Linked DNA regions of Gossypium arboreum: region 2 is linked to region 1. Evidence: chromatin contacts called from public Hi-C data. All regions are on one chromosome and are shown on one strand. Each heading gives the region's core, a stretch centred on a gene start, on an enhancer-like site or on the middle of the called end of the contact. The rest is flanking DNA. Distances are from core to core; before and after follow the strand shown. Region 1 holds the start of LOC108482787. Region 2 holds the start of LOC108481691 (zinc finger protein ZAT9-like).

Region 1 (5,134 bases), core at 275-2,774:
TTCTAGCCTCTCGAATTGGAACATATGTCGACCTCTGACCGCCTTCATCTGTGTTTGCAAACTCCACATATAACTAGAGTATTGGTGATTTATTAGCAATATGCATTTGGACCATCACTTCCATCCCCTTTGCACCTTTGATATTGAAATCCTTATATTTGATGGGGTCAACAGAAACACAGAATCGATATTTCAATAACGATACTCTCATTTAGGTGGATTTGATGATTTTTCATCTAATTCATGCACGGAGCTCTAGCAATTGTATGTTCGAGTTGAAAGCCAATCGCGTTGTGTTCTCCAATGAAAAAATAACCCTAATGTCGGTGTCACGAACTTCATTGTCGTAATAAACAAAAACATTAATTTGTTCACTCATTTCAACGAAATAACCTATTTCGCATGTTGGAAACAAAAACATTATGCAGAAAAATAGAGTTGTAATTATATATGAACAACAAAAATCGAACCTTACTTGATGTAATTACGTGTTTGCTCGAAATTATGCCTTACGAATGTCTTGCGAACTTCCTCTTCGTGCAATTCAGTATGCTTGAAATTGACTTATGACACTGATGTTGAAAATGATCCATTTATACAACAGGGGGTGAGTGGCAAAATGATTTAGAAAATATTATATCGGGATGTTTAACGGATGAGTGGGAACTTTGCAGCAGTTGAAATCGGGAGAGTGAAAACACTCTCTACAGGGCGCTTTTCAGTATCATGGCAAAAAAATGCACTGAAAGCACGCCCAGCTGAAAGCGCTTTCAGTGCCATGTCAGCTACAATAGTTGAAATCAATTTCATATTATTTTTAAATATTTTAAAAAATAAAATTAAAAAATTATTTTTAATATAATATTTGATTTGGTTAAAAAAATCAAATTATTCATTAGAGATTCTTTTCAAAAAATGATTCAAGCTCATTCAAAAGAAAAGTCATATTTTAGAAAAAAAAAGGTTTTTTTTATGTTGATTAATTAATCATTTTCCGTAAAACAAATATAAAAAGGATAAAAACATTTTTTTGTAAGTTTTTATATGAATCAAACATTACCCAAGTTTACAACAGAAATCAATTATGTATTTGATACTTGGGCAATTCTTTAATCTTACTTAAAAATAATCATGAATGTTTTGTTTTAAAAATAAAGAAATGAAGTTTTGAGGTATATAGCGCGATGACAAACATGTTTCTTAATATAAATGGGAAGGAGAGGAGCGTGGGGTAGCGTAGGAGCTCATAAGTTGCCAATAGTAAATGGCAAAGGAACAAGAACCAGAAAAAGTTAAATTAATTAATTAATTAATTAATATAAATGGAAAGAAGACAAAAGATGAAAAAAAAAAAAAGGTAAAAAGAAATCCTCAAAGGACATAAATGTCATTTTCTTGCACATAAATTTTAAGGTTCACATCTTTCTCTCCCTCTCTCTCTTTCTCTAACTGAAAACGACTGCAAGCAACCTGTGGTCTACCTATGAAGATATATAAATTAATCAATTTCTTTTTGGTACATAAATGGTTAAAAAATTAATGTATGGGATTTCATACACCGACTCTGAATTCTGAAACCATTCTCTTTCTTTATATAGATATATAGTATGGCTCTCTTGTAGTTATCTTCATCACCCCACCTCCGGCCCCTTTCTCGCGCTCTTTTCTTTTTTCTTTCTTTTTCAAGCCATCTTCTTCTACCTCTTCTTATTCTCTTGTTTTTCAGCATATATAATTCAACTCCTCCTTCAGTAATGGTGGATCTTCAAACTGTCTGCTGCATGTGCGGCGACGTTGGTTTTCCTGACAAACTCTTCCGCTGTAACAAGTGCCACCACCGCTTTCAACACTCGTATGTATTATTCTCTCTTTCCATCATCTTCATCATCATCATCATCACTGGGCTTGAAAGCTACCCCTAACTGAATTATCTTACCAAGTAGATAACTGGATGCCCACCACATCTCCCCCAAGCACCACCAACCAACATGGTTTCGTAAAACCCCAACTCAACATCCTAAGCTATCATCATCTTATTATAGATAAACCATATTTCATGTTTTTTAATACCCAATTTTTTTATATAAAAAAACAAAGAAAAATCTTTTAAGTTTCTCTTATTTTATGGCTCGAAACGACTTGTTTATCCTTGCAGGTATTGCAGCAACTATTACAGCGAGTTGGCAGAGCCAATTGGACTGTGTGATTGGTGCCAAAGCGAAGAAAGAAACTCAAGGCATGGAAGCTCTTCAAAGAAATCATCAGGTGGAAACGGAAGTGGAATAATCGTAAACCGATCCGAGTATTCGGGTGACAAGATCAAGCAACACGATCGAGACGAGAGTAGTGGTGGTGATCACAAAGGAAAGAGCAGCGGCACTCCTTCTCCCAGGCCTACCACACGCAGGTACAAGCTTCTCAAGGATGTCATGTGTTGAGAAAAAAGAACCTCTCTTCCACCCCCAAAAGAAAGAGTAAAGAAAACCAACTTTTTTGGTGTGTTGATAGTAGCAAAATGTTTATAAGGTGTGTTTTCTTTTGAGGTTATGGATGCATTTTGTTGACAGTATGGTTTTCAGTTTCACTTTTTCCCTGTAAATTGTTAATAAAATAATGTACAACTTTTTTTTATCAAATTGGATCGGTGGCACAAGTTTTTAAGCTTTTTTCTGTTCCTTCCCCCGTTTGTCCTAGTGTTAGATTTGGAAAATTAGAAACAGGTTGCCTGCATGAAAAATGTTGGATATCACCTAATTAAAAATGTCCCAGGAAGTCACTCTAATATAACAAATTACATGAGCCTTGTTTGGATAAGCATGGGGGAGTTTAGGGTGACTATTATTTATGTGGACGCTAGGGTTTGTTTGGTGACCACGAAAGGGTGAGTGGGGGAGTAGCACGTCCATTTCCTTTCACTTTGTTGAATCTCTTAAGGAGAATTCAATGCACTTAATTTGTTTTGTCTTTTAGACCAAAGAAAATTCATGGCACCTAAAGCTGCAAACTTTTATGGATTCATTCAAGGCCTTTAATTGCGAGGCCCTCCCATGATTAGTTTTTAGAAGAAAAAGACAAGATGAGAATTGCCTGCAAAATGGGTCATTTTATATATTATAAAAATGTCAAACACGACCTTCCGTGAAGAAAATAAAAAAGCATGGTAAATGTTTTAACATTGAGGTTGAAGTAGAGTATAGGAGAGGACAGATTGGCCAAGCCATTCATTTAAGTCATTAGCTGTACATATATATTTTACATGCTTGCTCTGTAAAATATCTCCGAAGTACACACAAACTCATAAAGTCTCTCAGCCACTGTGTCTGTCTGCCCATTTATGACAAACCAACAAACCCTTTTTATTTTTTCCCCTTTTTCATTGGGGCTGTGAAGTGACAATGAAGCTGAATCCATAGACGACGTCCTCCCTTCTTCTTCTTCTTCTTCTTCTTCTTCTTCTTCTTCTTCTTCTTCTTCTAGTTATTCAACTTTTTGGTCTGACCACTTTCATGTGAAGCTGATTCGAAGAAGTGAGCATAAATAAAAACAATGATGTCCCAATTTCCTATCTGTCCAAACTCCCTTTTTCTTTCCAAAATCCAAACAATCATCAACTTCATCACATGGTAGTTGCCTCTCCAACACCTTCCATTATCCAACCTACAAGCAACTCATCTTTGCGGATTAACATGCAACCAATAGAATATGTAGTTATCTTTCTGGGCATCTTAAAAACAACATATTTTCCTTCTTTTTAAGTGCAAGATTGATCTTACAAATATTGCATGTGAGAACTTATATTAATTAAATCCATCTTTTCTTAGGATGTGTTCTATACAAGACATAAAATAAATATATCTAGGTGGAGTTAGATGATCTATTTTTGCCATGTGGACCTAAAATTTTCTTTATAAACTCATTGCGCATTATATATGCTTTACATCCAGATTTAATAACAGCAATGGTATTTGAATTTAATGGCACATGTTTTCACAAAATAAAATTAATATATATATCACAAAATTCGATATTAAAATAATTTTATACCACATGTAATTTATAATTTGAACTTATGAGAAATGTGAGATTACAACTTAAAATTTATAATTAATAAAACATAATTATAAACAAAGTTTTACCACTAATTTTTAAATTATAACAAGACAATAAAAATAAAAATAATCAATTATAATGTAGAAGTAGTTTTCTAAAAGGGATTACAGTCCAAGTGAAGAGTTTTTTATGCAAAATCTAAATACATCTTTAAACAAATGTTACTTATTTTATTTAAAAAAATATGTTTATTGTTTTTTTATAAATTGGTATCAAATGAATATTTAAAAGAACTTTAACCACTACTTTATATAAATATAAAATGCAAAGTAGTGTCTATTAACATAAAAAATATTTTATTAAACACTATCCACATTTTAGTATAAAAATAAAAATAATATAATTTTAAAAATTTTAAAATAGATGGTGAAAAGAAAATGAAAAAGTTTGTGGGGGTGGACTTTTTGTAAGAAAATTTGTAATCACAAACAATAGACGTGGATAAATGGAAAAATGGACACCTGGATGGCATTAACATCGAAATTGTCCACCCAGTATCAAACTTTTTAAACGCAGATTGGTGAATTTGATACTAAAACACAACATGACATGTTGATGTTGGTCAATTCTCTGTTGGCTTTAATAAACTAATAATATAGTTGTACAGCTTAGATAACACATGAGGTTTTAGGATTATCATACAACTCTTGCTTTTGGAATACAAGCTGTTTTGTTAACTAATGTTTTATATTTTAAGTTGTTAAAAGGAAGGTGATTGGGGAAGGGATTAGCTTATGAATGGCTCAATCACAAAAAGAGTTGAAATGGGGTAATCCCGATAAGGGCATCACTACCCCTGCTTTAAATCAATATATAATCTGTTAGACAACGTGGATTTAGAATTGAGTTTTGGTTCTACGCTTATATTTCTTTAATATAGATATTGTTGTGAATCACTAATATTTAATTTCATAGTTTCAAATTGGCGCAATGAATGCCTTTGTCCAATCAAAAAATGCTTTTTTCCTCCATCCAAAGGAGCCGCCGTCCTCCAAGAAGCAAGGCCGCCCATGTTGATCACTTC
Region 2 (5,356 bases), core at 2,218-4,717, 560 kb before region 1:
TGGGGTATAGATCTGTATAATTTGGCGTTTATCAGAAATTAGATTTAATTTGATTATATAAATCTTGTAAATCCCTTAATTGTAGGAATAAGCTTCATCTCGTCTATCAATGTAATTCGATTTGTACCGTCAATTTTGGGAGAGCTCAACTATAAATAGAGAGCCTCCCTCTCAGTTTTAAATCATCCATTATATCCTGAATTCTTGAGAGTAATAGAATTCTTTGAGAGCATTTACTCAAACACATCTCGTGCATTGTTTCCAGTGACTATTCTGTTCTTTGAGCTTTTTTTTGGCTTTATGTTACCTCAGCTATATAAATTGGTGCATTGGAAGAATTTGGCGAGAATCCTCAATTGTTAGGAGTTAAGGTGACTTAGGCGTGTTTGAAACGAAGAAATCGCCTAAGGCTACACGGATTGTGAGACTAAAATTTTAGTCCCGTAACACTAGTGAGCAGGTAGCTTACAACGAGTAATCAATTCGTGAAGTCAAATCAACTAAGTACGATGGTAGACAAATGAGAGCGAGAAACTGACTTCAAATATTCACTTGGAACTCTTTAAGCACGCCACATACCTGGTCCGGATAGTGGTATAACAATTCTAAGTCATTGGAATTTTATACTGAAATGTTGTCTTCTCGTTTGAAATATATATATATATATATATATATATATATATAGGATTTATATTCAAAATGGCACAAAAATTGGTATACTAATAATACTCCATCATCATAACAGCAGCAGCAATAATAATAATAATAAGACAAGCCAAGTTATGCTGTTTCATGTTTGTAAGCGTGGATTCATCAGAATCCAGATTGCACACTCATCTCATCTGTCAGATTGAGCTCCATCTGTTATAAAGTAACCACTGCTCGAAAGACAGCACATTGTCACGCCGGTCCTACTCCCTTCAATCTCACTAATTTCTAATGTGGGCAATGAGCATCTACTTAAGCCATTTAAGCACTCTCTTCTCCCGTGAAATAATAATAATGAAGTAGTTCTACGTTCTAACTGCCTTGGAATTGTATTGCTTGGAGGCATGCCCCCAACCCCTTCATTGCCTACCTACCCATACTAGCTATCTCAAAAAAGGATTTTTTTAAAATATTATTATAAAATTAATCATTGTGACTGAAGTTCCTATATCTTTTTTACACTGATCTTGAGTCAGTAGGATACTTTGCTTTAGCCAAGCTAACCCAGACACGTTATTCTCTCAGTAAATAAGAACAGGGGATTTTGCTTTTCCTTTCCCATTTTTCTTTTATTTTTTTATGTTACTTTTTTCTTTTTCTGTAATATGGGAATGTATTTATAGTAAATCGAGTTCAGCTTCAAGGCTATTACAGTAATTGAATATTATCTCTGTACCAAATGTACTGGTTTAGCAGATTTGTAGGTAAAGCATGAAACAGTTTCAGACAGCAAACAGAGGGAAAAAATACAAGGCATCAGAATGGAATGTGCTGTGAAAAAAACATAAGGCAACATAAAACAGAAAGCAGAGAATACTCGATGAACTTGTAACAATTTTCAGTAGCGCCAAATGGAAGCCACCATTTTTTTTTAAGTGAAAAAACAATTTTCTTGGTGTCTTGAGAACATTCTTTTGAGAAGGAATTTTCTTGCATTGAGGAAAAAAGGAAAACAAAACTGGGTTTAGAAAAGTAGGAAGCTTTGATTAACAACCCATTAACAAGAATGCTTGTTAGTGCTACTCTGGATTAAAATGTCAAAGAAACCCAGAAGATCTAATCCAACAGTGAAATTAATGATCAGGTTTTTTACAAACAGAACAGAACTGTAAAAGACAATTCAGAGAAAAGAATTACAGTTAGAATAGAGTAGAAACAGCCTATGAATAAAAAGAAAAAGGCCTTACAAGCCGATGTTTTACTATAGAGGAAAAATCTTAGATGCCAAAAATAGCTGGACGCAACCAAAGTTGGTTGGTTTTACCTTTGAATCTGGATCGAACATTGTTGTAAACCACGAACAAAAAATGGTTCACCGTTCCTCACTTGATATGGTTGACAAATTCAGCATCGGAGACGGCGGAAAGTTCAATTTGGCTAGCATCATCGTCATCCATTGGAGCAGGGAGATTAAGATCTATGAAACTATCTCCCAACTTTTTGGAACTTCTAACAGGGGTTTCAGTTGTCGCTACCACATGAGATCTTTTATGTCCACCAAGAGCTTGTCCAGACGAGAAGACTCTAAAACAAACAGGGCATTCGTGGATTTTCTTGTCGGTCATTGAACTAGGTCCAGTACCCACATTTTCCGGCTCCAACTCTGTATTATGAGTTGCCGGTGGTGAGTAAGCTTTCATCTTTTTGTGACTCGCTCTGTGCCCACCCAGTGCTTGGTACGATTTAAAAACCTTGTTACACGTTTCACACTTGTACTTACCTCGGGTCGCTCTATTCACCTTGCTTAATTTGAAGTACTCTTGTAATTCATAACTTTGTTCCGTGGACTTTTCTATTTCTGTGCCTTCTTCATCATCCAGATGGAGTACTTTGCTTTTCCATTGGTCCCTTGAAAGCATCATAAGACAGAAAGCGACATCTTCTTCAGTTGTTGCGTCGGAGATCGAACTCACCGGTTCAGGCTCAGCCCAAGGCTCGGTCTTGCTCACTTGGTTGTTGTTGTTGTTGCTGCTGCTGTTGTTAACTTTAAGCTTCTTTCTTTCTTCTTGTTGTTCCTGTCTTTGTTGCTGATGATTTTCTAGTATTCTCCGAGTCTGTTTAGATCGTCTTCGAGTTGGGTTCTTAGAGGACTCCGTCTCACTTTCCCTGTCTTGAAGAACAACCGAGCCAGCATCAATAAACTCAGGATCTACCAACCGAACACTTCTCTTTGGATTCTCTCGAAGCCCATAAAACTGCCCTTTTTCCTCCCCTTCTTCTTCTTCTTCCGATGAAGACGACGAATAAGATGCCGAAGCCGACTCTGACTCTGACTCTTGGCTGAGTTGATTCGTTGGTCGTGGTAATCCCAATCGTTCTTGTTCTGCAAGTTTGGGAGGAATTGGAAGATTCAACATATGAGACCTCATATGACCACCCAAAGCTCTTCCATTTGCAAAGCTTTTGAAACACAACTTACACTTATGTTTCTCCATTGCCCAGAAAAAAAGGAGAAGTGGGATAAACAGAGGAAACACAGTTCTAGAGGTCTGTGTATGTCTGAAAGTGTGTGAATTCTGGGCTGTGTCTTTCCCTTGTGAGAGAAAATTTTAAAGGGACTGAAAAACTAAAAAAAGAGTAGGTGACAAGCATTCCTCCACCAAGAGATACATACAAAGATGCAACAAAAATTTCAAAAATATTTACTAAGATTAAAAATAACAAAATGGGTTATTAGTTTTTGGGTCTCTTAAAACGGCAAAGTATGAATAAATAAAGATTTAATAAAAGCGTATGCATGAAGGAAGAAAGAGCGACATGTAACATGCGAGACTTGCCCGTTTCTGTATTTATTCCCTAATCTAAACTTCCTAAATTGCCCTTTTTTACCACTCGCCAAAACAAATTGGATTTTTGTCATAGCAGAAAATGCTCTAATTTTGCAAAATTAAAAGAACCAGTGGTTTGGTTTGTTGTAACCACGAAGCATAATATGAAAAACCACAAAGTGTCTCCCCTACCAAACAAAAATGAGCATAGGTTAAAATCACTAAGCTGTGACGTAAAACAGAAGTGGGAATTAAAATCTTCTAACACCTTTGTCCACGTGTCAACACCAACTTAATTTAGTTTTTACAGCAATTAAAATGGGGAGCATCAGTTAACTGACACTGTTGCTTGGCGGCAGAACCGATTTTGGTTTTTACCAAAATAGGAATATTCAGTATAATGTCAACTTTGTTTTCCTTTAATTATGGATCTTCTTTTAATTAAAATTTTGGTTGAAACTGGATGGAAATTAGAAATGGAGGGTGGGGGAAACTAACCTCCCATCCCATCGAGGAAGGAGTTTTCTATGGAAATTGGAGGAAGAGTAAATGCCGTTTTGTTAGGGTTCGGTAGACCCGGTCTTAGTCCATACATCAATTAACACATTAATTGTAAATTACACCCATTTATCCATGTCTTTTGTGGGGCTCACCAGAAATATAAGTATAACCCCAATGTTACTATTTAATAATGTTCAATTTCATATTGGTAAATGTCTTACATTTTTAATTTCACTTTGTATTAGATATTTGAAATGACGCTGTAACATTAGCCCAAAAGGAACTGGTTTCAAATCTTTGTGGGGCACATTAACATCGTGTCTCTGCACTCTGGTTTAGACCAATTCAAAGTGGATATAGGGACTGGAGCTGGCGTGACCCAGACCAGTAGAACATGTCGCTGGAGATGACAGACATTACAGGAGAGTGCCGTGAGCATTAAACTACTCTTTTGATCGGCCACCCCTTTATCTCTTCGTCGTATGGGTTTTTGGCCTAACAGGAAGATGGGGTGAAATGATCGCACAACAGGGCCGACTCCCCCCTCCTTTTTTTTTTTCTTTTTGTTGTATTAACAGGCAGTAGCTTCAACCTTGTACATGCTCCATTGCATGGCTTGAGTGTATCAATATGACACATCACATTCATCGATCGACCATCTGCTGACCCATCAACATCTCACAACTGCTATCTCCCATTTCGTGATATTACTAAGATCAATTCTTGATCTGATAATCATTGGCATTTTAATAATTCCAATCAACAGTCAGGAGTGGTATGAAACAAGGTCCAAATATATATTATTATAGGTGGACTCCAAAATTGAAATTCAACCTTGGTAATTTAGGGTTAAAAACTTATAATCTCACAAAGCAACTGCAAATGCGAAAAATAATAATAAAAAAGAAAGTATAGTTAGTTTGGTAGAAAAAGTATAGGTTGAAGTACGGTAGTGCTGATTCAACTTCTTTCACTGACTCCATTTCAAGCAATAAATAAATATATTTGCAAATGAGTAAAGATGATCATATATTTATTAATTTTTTGGTACATATTAACAATAGTATAGTTTAAATCTTGATAATTGAGGTGTTGATAAAGGAGCTTTAACCATTGTTGCTTTATGCTGAATGGAACCATATATTTAGTATGAAGATTTATAATGTAAGCGACAGTGGTATGTCGTGGGATGTCTTCTTGGCTAGTTTTAGATTGACAATAACAAGATACTAGTGTAATCTGGTGGGTCATACTATTTGTAGCTAGGCAGTTCAAGTGCTGAGTTTTACAGATAAATATGGAGCAACTTCCATGGTTGCTCAGACAAATCGTAAAGGGATTGCGTATGTTATTGGGTTTCCGCTTGTTAAGGAAGATAT

The links. Hi-C and Micro-C count contacts between places; a contact is called where the count stands out from the background.
Region 2: a Hi-C map of leaf shows a contact between it and region 1, with 4 times the contacts expected there. The contact joins the promoter of LOC108481691 here to the promoter of LOC108482787 in region 1. A contact is called at or near these places in 2 of 5 Hi-C or Micro-C datasets (both in leaf).

Annotation. Positions count from the first base shown.
Region 1 is chr7:67,768,730-67,773,863 of ASM2569848v2, reverse strand. LOC108482787 reads left to right here and starts at 1,524. Exons shown (of 2, transcript XM_017785898.2): 1 at 1,524-1,852; 2 at 2,156-2,636. The coding sequence starts at 1,755. The coding sequence ends at 2,438.
Region 2 is chr7:68,328,552-68,333,907 of ASM2569848v2, reverse strand. It overlaps LOC108481691 (zinc finger protein ZAT9-like), which reads right to left and starts at 3,467. Exons shown (of 1, transcript XM_017784791.2): 1 at 1,618-3,467. The coding sequence starts at 3,143. The coding sequence ends at 2,031.